2 separate regions of the Sus scrofa genome follow, and region 1 is linked to region 2. A link is a contact called in public HiChIP or PLAC-seq data. All regions are on one chromosome and are shown on one strand. Each heading gives the region's core, a stretch centred on a gene start, on an enhancer-like site or on the middle of the called end of the contact. The rest is flanking DNA. Distances are from core to core; before and after follow the strand shown. Region 1 holds the start of SERINC2 (serine incorporator 2). Region 2 holds the start of FABP3 (fatty acid binding protein 3, muscle and heart (mammary-derived growth inhibitor)).

Region 1 (3,202 bases), core at 409-2,908, 45 kb before region 2:
CCAGGAGGCAGAGGCACAGGGAAATGGCAAGTCTCCAGGCAAACCTCCCCCACTGCCCTCAAGGCCAGCCCTGTGGACAGAATTCTAGTCCACACTGAGGAAACTCTCCTTCCCCAACTGGGAAGCAAACCCTTTCCAGCCAGAGCCCCAGTCCAAAACTTGGTTTCATTGGGCAGGGAGGGATCTCAAGGACCAGCTCTTGATTCCTCCTTCTGTGGGTGCACACACACACACACACACACACACACACACTTCACAGAAGGGAAAATGCATGCCCAGAGAGGACAAGAGTCCAGGGACCCACTCTGTAGCCTCTCTGTTTAGATTTCATTCTCAGAAAATGGCTGTAAATCTCTAGATGCCCCAGCTCTCCGCCCCTACACCCCCATCCTCACACACACACAAATCAGGAACAAAGAAAAAGAAGTCTGATTTTCAGCAGCCAGCAGACGGCCCCCCTTTCTCTGGGCTCCGCTTTATGTGGGGCAGAGCGGGAGGGGGTTGCCTGAAAGAACCTTAGATCTACTGAGGGGAAGAGGAAAAGGAGAGGAGGCTGGGAAAGGCGAAAGGAGAAGGGGCCTCCCAGCCGGGGTCTGGCTGATGCTCCTCCCCTCTGCTGGCAGCAGCCCCAAAACGGAGGCTGACTGTTTCTCAGGTCCCCAAGTCCAGGCGACCAGGTACTCCCTCCCCCTGCACACCCCAACCTCCCTCAGTTCCCAGGTTTTCCCACCCAGAGTTGGGCCAGTGGCAACCAGTGCCCACCTCACTCAACACTGGCTTAGAAAGGGGAGGAGGGGGCTTCCTTCCCACCCCCCACCCCCCACCCACTTCAGCTCTGGGGCCCACAGGGGAAGGGTCTGGGGCTCATTAGGGAAGTGCCCAGGAGTTAGCCTGAGCCAAAATGAACCAGACACAGACAAAACACAGAGACATGGATACACTGGACCGGCTAACAGACCCTGGGGGACAGACACCAAACTGCAGAAACAGACAATGACACACGAAGAAGCTTAGATGGACAAAGACAGGCGGACAAACGAAGGGACCCACAGACATCAGACACATACAAATGACAGAAGTAGAACGGCAGGTACAGACAGACAGAGTGACTGACACTGCCAGAGAAAGAGAAAGGCGCACAGGATAGAGACAGGGGCCGGGCAGGCCACACAAAGAGTCAGAGCGCCCGGGAGGGGAACGAGAGGCGCCCCGCCAGGACGACAGCAAGTTGAGCTGGGGACGCAGCACCCACCCCGACCGGGGCTCTGGGCCTCCGTCTCCCCAGTTCCCGGGAGGGGCGCCGGCCCCGGACACTCCCCTCCCCGCCCGGGCGCGCCCCTCCCCCTCCCCCGCGGTAACCTGAGCCCCAGACACCAGCCGTCCCCCGGCGCCCGCGGGCCTGGGATGGGGGTGGGGAGACTCGTTGAGCTGGGGGACCGGAGGCACGAGGAGGCGGGGTGCGGGCCCAGAAAGACAAGTTTGGAGGAAGGAAAAAGAAGAAACTATTTGGAGGAAGAAGACGGGGTAAAAGTGCGAGGCCGAAGAAGGGGCAGGCGGTCCGGGCGGGCGCTGGGGTCAGGACTCACGCAGCTGAGAAGGGAGCAGGCCCCCAGGCAGGCCCCCATGTCGGCGGCGGCTCAGGGCGCTGGGCGCGGACCGAGGGGCGCGGGATCCTGTCAGGCTCGGGGCGCCCCGGGCTGGCCCCGCCCTTGGCCCCGCCCCGGCCCGGCCCCGCCCCACCTGCCGAATCCGCTCGCGACTTTCCGGCGGCGTTCGGGGCCTCCCGGGACTCACCTGGGGCAGGTGCGCTGGGCGGGACCGTAGGGAAAGTGGGGGGACCGGGGATCCCAGCGGCCGCGCAACCAGATCCGACTCTGGCCCGGGCTCATGTCCGGATCCAAAGTGATGGTTTGGAAATAGTGAGACCTGGGGTCGGGTCCCAGCGAGGCCGCGACGCGACCTCACAATTCCCCCACTTCACCGCAGGGGGCAGAAGCCAAGTGACGGTCACCCCTGACACCTCAGCCCGTGGCCTAGAGCCTCTCTGCCCAATGCCTAAGTGTTGAATGATGAGTTGTTGCACGAAGAAATGGGCAAGTCATTTCACCTCTCTGAGCTTCAGTAAAGCGAAGATACCTACCTCAAAGGGAGGCTGTTACCACACATAGTAGATGCTTGCTCTGTGCGCTCCCTGTCCTAAAACCTGGCCTCCCACTCTTCCATCTGTCCTCCCCTCCATCCCCCTGTTCTTCAAGCTCTACTGACTCCTGTCTCAGACCACATGCTCCCTGGAGCCACTCCCACTGGGCGGCTCATCACTCCTCAGGGGTGCCCAAACCTGGCCCCCAGCTCAGGAGGTCAAGAGCGGTGAGTGGGTTACATGCCTGCTGGATGGTCCCACAGGAGCAGGTGAGAGAGTCCCAGAAGCAGGGCTCTGTAATTACTCTCAGTTCACCTTCCAATCCTCTCCTCACTCAACCATAGATGGGATAATGTTAGGGAAGAAAATCTGAGTGCCTCAACGCTGGCCCCAGGGCCAAAGATCCAGCCTGACTACTTCCTTGGTGAATCATGGGGTGCGAGGCTTGGCCATTAATTGCGCCAGGACTGTTCTGCAAACATACCCTGCAGTTTCTCTCCTCCACACTTTTGTCCACAGGTTACCCTCCCCCTAGAAAGTTCTTCTCTTTATCCCCCTCTCTATGCATCAAAGCCTTGCTCACATCCCATATTTTCTCAGTGAAGAGAACCACACACACCCCAAACCACCACCCGGCCCCATTAGGAATAAATAACCTCCTCCTTTGCTGTGTTTCTACAACACGGGACTCCTTTACGGCCTCACGAATAACTAAAGTTACCACGCAGCTCAAGGTCATACTAAACTCTTTCACCTAAATGGTCCCGTTCAGGGCCTACAGTAACCCTGAGAAGTAGATTAACTCCCACTCCATCCCAATCTACAGATGAGGAAACAGGTTCAAAGAATGCCTAAATGTTTACTCCAAGCCCACTTTCCTCATTCCACTGTCCACTGTGATGGACAGTCTGATTCAGAAAAAGCTCTTCCACTGTCACCTTCTACCCAGCCATCCTCTATGCCTGGAATGACACCACCCAGCAGTCTGAAGCAGGTCTTCTCGTAGCTGTCCTTCCCAGGGTCACCTCTTTTTTTTTTTTTTTTTTTTTTTTTTTTTGGCTA
Region 2 (3,029 bases), core at 423-2,922:
GTGACCTTGAGTTAGAAACTCTCTGACTCCTCCTCCTCCCCCTGCACCTGCTCAGGCAGTGAGGTCACTAGGGCTCCATGCCCAGCCCTGAGGCCTGTCCCAGCGCTTTGGCAGAAACAGGCCTCTTTGGTCTTCTGGCAAGTGGATCTGCCCAAAAGAACCAAGACCTTGGGGAAGAGAAGGCTCTTCCTCCCTGGCCTTCTTCCCAGAAAGTCAGGAGAAGGGAGGTAGGGGCAGATGTTTCCACTTCCACATGGAGAAAAAGAGGTCCAGGAAGGAAGCCTGCCACACTGTACAGGAGTGGCAGAGAGGACCACTGGCCTGCTCCTGCATGCCCCCCTGTACCCACCTCTGCTGGCTCAAGTTCAGTTGGGCACCACTTCCTTATGTGTCTTTTTTCCTTGAGTGTGTGTCTTGTTCATGGCTGTCTCTCCAGAGCCTAGTCCAGGGCCTGGCACAAAAGTAGGTGTTTTAATAACTGCTGGATTAAGAAACGGATGGGCTCCTCTAAACTTCAAGCCTGCTCATCTATAAAAGGGATGATAATAATAAAACCTACTTCAGGGACTTTGTTTTAAAAGTTCAATGAGACAATGCCCTTAAAGCCCTCTGCATGCAATAAACAGCAATACACGGTGGATCTTATTATTAAAAGTGCTTTATTATTAAAAGGTAGGCTCTTTAAAAGTGACTGCCAGTCTATGAAGGCACAGGCTGCTTGTGGGTGTGCGGAGGTCAGAGAAAGGGCAGCAGGTGGCGGGTGGAGGCCGTAGCTGTCAGGCAGAACAGGGAGCTGTCCTTGAGCCTTGTAGAGCTGGCTGCAAGCACAGACTTTCTGAAGGAGGTTGAGGAGGGAACCGCCCGGCCGACGGGAGCAAACGCTTGTGCCTACAGAGGTCAGAAAAGCCGGGCGCACTGGCAGGATGGACGGGGGAGTTGGACCACATGGCGGAAAGGCGCGGGGGACATTCCGCAGGGAGGGGCGAGCACGTGTGCAGCAGGAGCGGCGCGACGGGAAGGGTCATGCTTTTGCCGGGAGGGCACACGCTGCCCCCGGTGAGTGGCGGGACAGCGTGGGGCGGGGGGAGGTGTCTGGGGCCTGCTACACCAGGCTTGTGATCTGGACTCTACCTCACCCTCTCCTTAATCCTGCGACCTTGTCAGTCCCCTCTAAGTCTTGGACTCCTCACCTGTAAAAAGAGGACCAAGATGCCTACGCCGCGGAGAGTCGGCCAGAACTTTCCCAGCGGGGCATCAGCCCAAGAGTGAGTTTCCTTTCTCCTCTAGTCTCTCATCTCTGTTCGGACCCCAGGCTCGTGGAGGGACCAGGAAACCGAAGATGTCCATGACCTGCGCCCCAACTCGCGGGCTCCGTGCCCCCAGCGGCTTCCTTCTCAGATTCCGAAGAGCGCCTTGAGGCCAGGAAAGGGGACTGGTCCTGCCAGCCCCGGGGAGGGATTCGGATCCCGGGTACCCGTGCTGCCGGGCGCCTACGGGCTGCCCCTTCCTCTTTCGGCAGGCTGGGGGATGGGCGATCAACCCGGCGAGGCAGCGCCTGCATGGGGCTTCCTATTTCGGGAGCGGGGGCGTACGCCACGCCTCGTCACGTGACGCTAGGGCCATTTAAAGCGGTAGCGCGGGCTGGGAGCCGCCGGTCCTGGAATTTTTGCGCGCCTGTTCTGTCGTCTCTTTCTCAGCCTAGCCCAGCCTCACCATGGTGGACGCCTTCGCGGGCACCTGGAAGCTAGTGGACAGCAAGAATTTCGATGACTACATGAAGTCAATTGGTGAGGACGACTCGGGATGTTGGGCTGGGAAGAGGTTGGCCGCGTGCCCGGCCGGAGCCTTGCTCCAGCCCTGGCTGGGACCCTGTGCGCAGGCTGCATCCCTCTTGGTCAAAGATGCAGCATCCGGAGACGCGGAGAAGGTGGTAGCCTGGGCTGGAGCTTGCGAGGCCTCTTGGGAGGGAGCTTTCATGGTCTGAACCTGGCGAAAGAGATTCCCAGGCAAGGAGGCATAAGGAGGCCGCTGTGTCAGTGTGGGGGCAGGAAGGCGCTTTCGAGGAAGAAGGGCGTAGGATTCGTGGGTAAGGGGGTGAGTTTGGATAAAAGGGAAGCATTGGTCCCAGAAGGTCGGTGGGAGGCTAGCTAGGGGAGGAAAAGAACTGGTGCATGGGAGGTTTAGGAACTGGAGACTATGAACACTGAAAGGGAAGCAGTGGATGGGGGAAGTGTTTTATGGCCTAAAGAAGTAAGGAATCCCCAGGAGGAGGAAGATGGAAGAGCGGACAATGGTGAATGGGATATGAGGAGGGGGTGAGACAGGGGTCTGCACAGTTCGCAAAAATTTCTGCTCCTCTATGTTGGGTTAAAGGATTCTCACTGGAAGGTGCCCTCTTTTTTTTTTCTTTTTTTCTTTTTTTTTTTGTCTTTTTGCCATTTCTTGGGCCGCTCCCGCAGCATAAGGAGGTTCCCAGGCTAGAGGTCTAATCGGAGCTGTAGCTGCCAGCCTACGCCAGAGCCACAGCAACGCGGGACCCGAGCCGGGTCTGCGACCTTCACCACAGCTCACGGCAGTGCCAGATCTGTTAACCCACTGAGCAAGGCCAGGGATTGAACCCGCAATGTCATGGTTCGTAGTCGGATTCGTTAACCACTGTGCCACAATGGGAACTCCGGTGCCCTCTTTCTTTTTCTCAACCAACCTCTGACCTTGTCCTACAGTGTGTAACCAGGCTTTAGTCACTAGTGAGTCTAGTGGTAGGATAGGGCAAGAGCCCCCAACACCAGCTGCAACCCAAGACCTGGTAGAGGAAGGCAGGGAGGGTCTTTGGTCCACAAGTGTGTGGTGCTGGGATGGGGGAGAATGAAGAGGGAAAGAATCTTGCACAGGACGACTCTGGAGACCGCTTGTTCCGCTTGTTCCGACAGATGGAGAAGCCAAGACTCAGAAAGAGTACAGATTTATCATCAATTCCGCAGCAGGGCTGATGTGAAAACCTAAGGGCCCTAGGGCTGGGAGTGGCAAGA

What was found. HiChIP or PLAC-seq counts read pairs in DNA pulled down with a chosen protein or histone mark.
Region 1: an H3K27ac HiChIP or PLAC-seq map of skeletal muscle shows a contact between it and region 2. The contact joins the promoter of SERINC2 here to the promoter of FABP3 in region 2. A contact is called at or near these places in 10 of 47 Hi-C or Micro-C datasets (alveolar macrophages, embryonic fibroblasts, fetal skeletal muscle and 6 more) and 1 of 2 datasets of contacts at active chromatin or transcription factors (skeletal muscle).

The regions. Positions count from the first base shown.
Region 1 is chr6:87,994,187-87,997,388 of Sscrofa11.1, reverse strand. It overlaps SERINC2 (serine incorporator 2), which reads right to left and starts at 1,658. Exons shown (of 10, transcript NM_001244148.1): 1 at 1,587-1,658. The coding sequence starts at 1,625.
Region 2 is chr6:87,949,351-87,952,379 of Sscrofa11.1, reverse strand. It overlaps FABP3 (fatty acid binding protein 3, muscle and heart (mammary-derived growth inhibitor)), which reads left to right and starts at 1,672. Exons shown (of 4, transcript NM_001099931.1): 1 at 1,672-1,787. The coding sequence starts at 1,715. It overlaps LOC106510641 (a long non-coding RNA gene), which reads right to left and starts at 1,575. Exons shown (of 2, transcript XR_001309284.2): 1 at 1,191-1,575; 2 at 637-888.